Linked DNA regions of Arabidopsis thaliana: region 1 is linked to region 2. The links are chromatin contacts, called in public capture Hi-C maps. All regions are on one chromosome and are shown on one strand. Each heading gives the region's core, a stretch centred on a gene start, on an enhancer-like site or on the middle of the called end of the contact. The rest is flanking DNA. Distances are from core to core; before and after follow the strand shown.

Region 1 (3,728 bases), core at 958-3,457, 33 kb after region 2:
CAATAATTATGAATCCATTTCCTGCTATAGGATCAGAGAGATCAGAGTTGATACCGGTCTCGCTCACGAATTTCTTCTCCCCGAGTGACTTCCCCATTTGGCTTCTCACTGATGCAGGAAGAGAAGAGACCAGAGAACGTGTTGCTGAAAGGCTAGAATCCTGCTCACAAGTTGAGAAGGATTGATATAAGAACAATCTCAAGATTGAGTTAATATCCATGGTGATGGAGCTATAATCTGTGTATACCTGAACTAATTTAGTGTGACTAGCTTCAGCCGATGAGAATCTCAATAAGTTTTTGGTCTCGCACTCTTCAAGAAAAGGCTTATACATCGACTGGAAAAGATCAAATTGTCCCTTCACAATCTTGTTCACCTAAAGGGAAAGGATTGAATCAATGGATCAGAAATACTTTTCACCGAAAAAAGTAAAGCAACTTCCATGTTATGAAACCAATTTTACCAATATGATGTAATCAAGAACATGACTGGGTTCTCTCTCACCTTATTAGTGTCCTCTGCAAAAAACATGCGCAAGTCTCCCATGTAAGAAAGGCTGCATATTTTGGCGTATAGATCTTCCTGCGCCAGAGTTCCGTGAGTTATAGTGTGCAGTCTAGTGAAACTTCAAGGTTTCTGAGTGAGCAGTGAACAGAAAACCAACCTCGGTGAATTTCGATGGCAAGAGAAGAAGAGCTGCAGATATTGCAGCTCTCTTATTAACAGAATTCACATCCTCTATGTCCAGATTATCAACAAGCATATGAACCTGCAACCAAAGGCACTTTCCTAAAACATCTCATGATTTACAGTTATTACTAAGAACACCAAGCAACTGACATACAGGTTTTTGTAAACGGCCACTCAAGTAGAACCTCTTCCAGTCCAGTATGTCCTGTACTAGGTCATGCATCCGAACAACTCCATACTTGAGCTTCTGCAAATAGCTTCACAAAGAAGGTAAATCATGCAAGAAAGATGGCTTAAGATTACATACAATGCTATCATCCTGAGCAGAATGAAAACATATGAAAATATAATTAACAAACTTAGATTGTTCATTAGGTTTTAAACAACTCTACAGTTTTGGGAAATTTCTTACCCTGTCGTTCCAGTTGACAAACGGATTGAAGTGAACTCCAACTCCTACTTTATCGGCAACATTTGTAATCTATTCTCAAATTAAAGAGAAACTGTGAGTTCAGTATTTGATTAAGCCCGTATAAGCAATGCAAGAATATGGTATATAGAGAGTAAATATATACCAGCCTAGCTCCACCAAGGTGAACCATCCATGAAGCATAGTGATCTGAATTCATTTTCAGATTCTTGTGTCATACAAAAGAAAAATACTAATTAGGAACCGTGAGCTTTTAAATAGCTCCTGGTCTAACAATTATAATCAAAAGAGATAATAATGCTCACCGCAGAATGCCATTTTATAGGATCAGAGACTCCAAGGATATAGTCCACCATCTTAGACTGCACAAAAGCAAAGGTCACATTTTTACAGTCAATTAGCAAACAGGAAAGATCATCACAGAGAGTTTTCATGAGAAGATAAAAAAAAAAAAGACCTTATCTTGGTTATTTGGGTGCAATGTTGAACCATAAACACAACAGAAATCCACAGGAGGAAGAACACTTAAGAAGCTCGAAAGCTCATCTTTTTGAGTAGTTTCCATTCAGACAAAAATAACCCTTGTAATGTATTCAACTGGGCAGACCTATTCAGATGAAGAAACGTAATAAAAAGGTTGCTTCTGATAGATTGGTCAAATTTGATTTCGAGTAATCTAATTAAAGTTTCTACAATTAAGTTCATGATCATTTGATCATTTTGATTTCAGATTGACACAAACCTTGGAAAAAAGGAGAGGAACGAAGCCAGAGGAGGAATTAGGAAGCGTTAGTTGATTTAAGAGGGGAATTGAAGAAGCTTACCTGCGACTGCGAGTGAAGGCGGCGAAGAGCGAGGAAGAACAACAAACGCCGTGAAGCTAGCTTTTTTGGGTTTGGGCCAAACGAGATTAGTTTCTAACAGATGTTTTTCCGGACCCGGACCGGTAATACCCACGATCCGCTTAATTATTTGGTCCCTGTCTAGCTCTAAAATCCCGGTGCAAACGAACCGGCAAAACCAACGACCTAGCGGTTCGGTATTTTGTTTCTGAAATCTGAACCCTCCGATTTGTTCTTCTTTTTTTTTTTCTTTTTATAATGCAAACAATTGATGAAAAAATATATTATGGTCCGAATGGTAACCTCGGTTTTTAATATGTGAGAAAAGTGGTATAACATTGCAGTACAGTTCAATTACGGTACGTGCGAGAAAAATATATTTGCGGGACAAATATGGTTTGTACAAAATAAGCGGTACAGAATAATGTTTGATTGATGAAAAAATTATTTGCGGTGCGGATTATAAATTATATATATATATATATATTAATAATTAATTATTATTTTTGTGTTAATAAATAAGCAATAACATATATTTATAAATTATTAATACATAAATAAATCAAAATATACATTTTTAAAGTTTAACATACATATTATTAAATTCGTTGAATAGTTTCATCATAAAAAATTGAAAAAAAAATCATAATTTTTTACTAGTAAATTGATTATAGAACTTATATAAGCTTATAGTGGATAATAATTGTCAAAATTTCTATAAGTATTATGATATTTCTATTTCTTGTAATTACATTTTCTTAGATTTTAATTAAATAAAAAGAATAAAACTATAATTATTGCATATATATATATATATATATATATATATATATATATATATTAAAGTCCATTAGTTAAGCAAATTGTTATGTCCTACGTATATTTTTTTCTTTTATGCACTAGGTAACTAGTGATTCTGATGCACACATATACTCTCTTTTTTTGTACATATATTTAAATGGGGAAGCTAATGGAAAAAAAATTAAAATTTGCTTAAGTAATGGAGTAATAAACGAGGGATGTGTGTATGGAAGAGGCAAAGGCTGAGAAACTTTTGGTTGGGACGTAGGACATAACAATTTGCTTAAGTAATGGAGTAATGAACGATTTTTTTGTTGGAATGCGGTTTTGAGCAAAAACACTAGGTAAATGATTTTTCTTCTTTTGAAAAGCATTCCAGTGTATTGTTTTTAGGACAAAATTGCAAACTTTTTTCTTTTTTTTTTCGAAAAACGCAAATTTGTTAAAAGTATTGATTGGTAACTGTATTGTAGTTTTAATAAAAAAACAAGAAAACGCCTTTTGTATGTTTCTTAATCACAGTGTATGAATGGTGACATAGACCGCCCCCAAAACCGTACCGTAACTGTAACAGTATAAAAAATCTCTATATATACATATATATCTATGTATTTTTGTTATTATTTGAACCGTCCCATACTTTTTCCGTATCACAAAATACAGTCATCATTCGAACCGCAAAACTATATATAGTATTTCGGTTTTTGAATTCAAAATGAAGGAGAAGAGGAATAGGCAGATTAATATAATTTCGTTATTTCTTTTTAATTTCCTATCTTCAATTTTTCCTCACCCACTGAATTTGACTATGCCATTAAAAATGTGTATACTAATCATCATACCGTCAATAAATAGAGTTTGTGGGAAACACACGACAGACACGTCATCAGCTCTCGACGGCGCGTTTCCATGCCTTTATTATCCTTCACGTTGACCCCACATGCCCCTGTTTTTTTTTTTTGGTG
Region 2 (3,893 bases), core at 60-2,559:
TCGTTTACTGTACTTTTAATTTTTCTCTTTGAAATTTTACTATTTTGTTGCAACTAGATGTTAATTTAGGTATGCAAACCCTATTTAATTAATGGGTATGTGTAAGAGAAATTGATCCATTTAATTTCATTAAGAAAAAAAGTTAAATGGGGTTAAATAGGTTAGCCCAACTAAACATATTTATTAAATGTAGTTTTACAACTAAACATATGGGGTATCCAATTAAACCTATTTATTTTTCTTTTATATTATTTATTCTTATTGAAAATGGTAATATGTTTATACATTAAAATTAAATTAATAAATTATTCTATTTAACTTCACTTTTTGGTTTAAATATTTGTTTTTAAACTGCAAAGCTCCATTTTCCACTAAAACCGTAAACCAATGTTTTCCCGTCAAAATCGTAATACCACGTTTTCCCGTCAAAACCACAAAAAGTGTTTTCCGCAAAAATTGAAAATCATGTTTTCCCGCCAAAACCGTAAACCGACGTTTTTCTACCAAAACCGTAAAACCACGTTTTCCCGCCAAAACCGTAAAACTACGTTTCCTACCAAAATCACCAAAAATGTTTTTCTGCAAAAATCACAAAAAGTGTTTTCAACCAAAACTGAAAATCATGTTTTCCCGCCAAAATCGTATGCCGACGTTTTTCCGCCATACCGTAAAACCACGTTTTCTCCCCAAAATCACAAAAAATGTTTTCCTGCCAAAATTACAAAAAGTGTTTTCCGACAAAATTGAAAATCGTATTTTCCCGCCAAAACCGTAAACCGATGTTTTCTCACCAAAAACTGTAAACCAATATTTTCTCGCAAAAACCTTAAACCCGTATTTTCTAGCTAAATTTTTCTTTGCCAAAAGAATATTCACCCATAAAAATCTGTAAAATAATTATTGATTATATTATATAGATATAGATCTAAATGGGTTTAAATAGATTAATGATAATTTAAATAGAAAAGATAAATGAAATATAAAATTAAAAAGAGTTAAATGATTTAGAGTAAATAGGATAGATTTTAAATGGGATGGGTTAACCCCTATTAACATTTGCGACTAAACTATTTTGGCTTTGCAATAATAACAAATGAAACCTGTCGTCAGTTGGTGGATTTCTTAAACCCAAGGTGCGTGAAAATAAATATACAAGTGACATAAGTTGTAAACAGTAATGACTAGTGTCATCTTTTAACAAAGTTGATTTGTTGACTTAGACGGCAATAATACGTGTCGTATTCTGTGTGGTTGTGAGCCAATTTATTATCACCACAATACGTAATGAAAGGATTTGCAATTGCTTCGTCCCCTTTTAAATCAGTTTCCTGCAAAGTTGATAAGCACAAAAACATTCAAAATATAAAAATAAACTTTGAGAAGGATGAAACTATTTCTTTTACTTTCTTTCAGTGCTCATTTGTTACTGGGAGCAGATGGGTTTACCGATGAAACTGATAGGCAAGCATTGTTGGAGTTCAAGTCTCAAGTTTCTGAAGGCAAAAGAGATGTCTTATCCTCATGGAATAACTCATTCCCTCTATGCAACTGGAAGTGGGTTACATGTGGTCGTAAACACAAGAGAGTTACTCATTTGAACCTCGGGGGATTACAGTTGGGCGGGATAGTATCACCATCTATCGGTAATGTATCGTTTCTCATATCACTTGATCTGTCTGATAACGCTTTTGGGGGTATCATCCCTCGAGAGGTGGGAAACTTGTTTAGACTTGAACACTTGTATATGGCCTTCAATTCTCTAGAGGGAGGGATTCCAGCCACTCTATCTAACTGCTCTAGATTGTTGAACCTTGATTTATATTCAAATCCTCTTAGACAAGGTGTTCCTTCTGAACTAGGGTCATTGACGAAACTCGTTATTTTAGATCTTGGTCGAAACAACCTGAAAGGCAAGCTCCCTAGATCTCTAGGAAACTTGACCTCTTTAAAATCGCTTGGCTTCACAGATAACAATATAGAAGGAGAAGTTCCAGATGAATTAGCTAGACTGAGTCAAATGGTGGGTCTTGGGTTATCAATGAACAAATTCTTTGGCGTTTTTCCTCCCGCCATCTACAATTTGTCCGCACTTGAGGACTTATTCCTCTTTGGTAGTGGCTTCTCGGGTAGCCTAAAGCCTGATTTTGGTAATCTGCTACCAAACATTCGTGAGTTAAATCTGGGAGAAAATGATCTAGTGGGAGCCATTCCAACAACACTTTCCAATATTTCAACTCTACAAAAGTTTGGAATCAACAAAAACATGATGACAGGAGGTATATATCCGAACTTTGGAAAAGTACCGAGTTTGCAATACCTAGATCTTAGTGAGAATCCTCTAGGAAGTTACACTTTTGGAGATCTTGAATTTATTGATTCTTTGACTAATTGCACCCATTTGCAACTCTTAAGTGTTGGTTACACTAGGCTTGGGGGTGCCTTGCCTACATCCATTGCCAATATGTCCACAGAACTCATCAGTTTAAACCTTATAGGAAACCACTTTTTTGGAAGCATTCCTCAAGATATTGGGAATCTCATAGGCCTACAAAGACTTCAGTTGGGAAAAAATATGTTGACCGGACCACTCCCAACTTCTTTGGGAAAGCTTCTAAGATTGGGGTTATTAAGTCTATATTCAAATAGGATGTCAGGAGAGATTCCATCTTTTATAGGCAACCTAACTCAATTAGAAATACTATATTTGTCCAACAATAGTTTTGAGGGAATTGTTCCTCCGAGTCTCGGGAAGTGTAGTCACATGCTTGATTTACGCATTGGGTATAACAAGTTGAATGGGACTATACCGAAGGAAATTATGCAAATCCCAACCCTTGTTAACCTAAGCATGGAAGGTAACTCTTTGAGCGGCTCTCTACCAAATGATATTGGAAGTCTACAAAATCTTGTAAAACTATCACTTGAGAACAATAAGTTTTCAGGACATCTCCCACAAACCTTGGGAAATTGTCTCGCGATGGAACAACTTTTTCTACAAGGAAATTCTTTTGATGGAGCAATTCCAAATATAAGAGGGTTGATGGGTGTAAGAAGAGTTGATTTGTCAAACAATGATCTATCGGGAAGTATACCTGAATATTTTGCAAACTTCTCCAAGTTGGAATATCTCAATCTATCTATTAACAATTTTACGGGAAAGGTGCCTTCCAAAGGAAATTTTCAGAACTCTACAATAGTTTTTGTATTTGGAAACAAAAACCTATGTGGAGGCATCAAGGATCTGAAACTAAAGCCATGCCTCGCCCAAGAACCACCAGTGGAGACAAAGCATTCCTCTCATTTAAAGAAAGTTGCAATTTTAGTAAGCATAGGCATAGCTTTGCTATTGCTGTTGGTCATAGCTTCGATGGTTCTGTGTTGGTTCAGAAAAAGAAGGAAGAACCAGCAGACAAATAACCTGGTTCCTTCTAAGTTGGAGATTTTCCATGAGAAGATAAGCTATGGAGATCTACGAAATGCGACAAATGGCTTCTCTTCAAGCAATATGGTTGGGTCAGGTAGTTTTGGTACTGTGTTCAAGGCATTGCTCCCGACGGAGAGCAAGATTGTTGCAGTGAAAGTTCTAAACATGCAGAGACGTGGAGCTATGAAGAGCTTTATGGCAGAATGTGAATCCTTGAAAGACACAAGGCATCGTAATCTTGTGAAATTACTGACAGCTTGCGCTAGTACTGATTTCCAAGGAAACGAATTCAGAGCGCTTATCTATGAGTACTTGCCGAATGGAAGCGTGGATATGTGGCTGCACCCAGAGGAAGTCGAAGAGATACGTAGGCCCCCACGAACCTTGACACTTCTTGAAAGGCTTAATATTGTCATAGACGTGGCTTCTGTTTTGGACTATCTTCATGTTCACTGTCATGAGCCTATAG

What was found. Capture Hi-C pulls out chosen DNA fragments and counts their contacts.
Region 1: a capture Hi-C map of seedling shows a contact between it and region 2, with 3 times the contacts expected there. The contact joins the promoter of AT3G47630 here to the promoter of AT3G47580 in region 2. A contact is called at or near these places in 19 of 26 Hi-C or Micro-C datasets (callus, cotyledon, flower and 5 more), 2 of 2 datasets of contacts at active chromatin or transcription factors (seedling and shoot) and 1 of 3 other capture datasets (seedling).

Annotation. Positions count from the first base shown.
Region 1 is chr3:17,563,478-17,567,205 of TAIR10.1, forward strand. It overlaps AT3G47630 (translocator assembly/maintenance protein), which reads right to left and starts at 2,208. Exons shown (of 11, transcript NM_001339323.1): 1 at 1,945-2,208; 2 at 1,578-1,727; 3 at 1,426-1,482; 4 at 1,266-1,328; 5 at 1,103-1,171; 6 at 845-937; 7 at 665-769; 8 at 505-582; 9 at 248-376; 10 at 55-160. The coding sequence starts at 1,685. PYE (basic helix-loop-helix (bHLH) DNA-binding superfamily protein) reads left to right here and starts at 3,649. Exons shown (of 6, transcript NM_001203101.1): 1 at 3,649-3,725.
Region 2 is chr3:17,531,303-17,535,195 of TAIR10.1, forward strand. AT3G47580 (Leucine-rich repeat protein kinase family protein) reads left to right here and starts at 1,310. Exons shown (of 2, transcript NM_114626.3): 1 at 1,310-3,893. The coding sequence starts at 1,385. AT3G07785 (a long non-coding RNA gene) reads right to left here and starts at 3,631. Exons shown (of 1, transcript NR_141353.1): 1 at 1,444-3,631.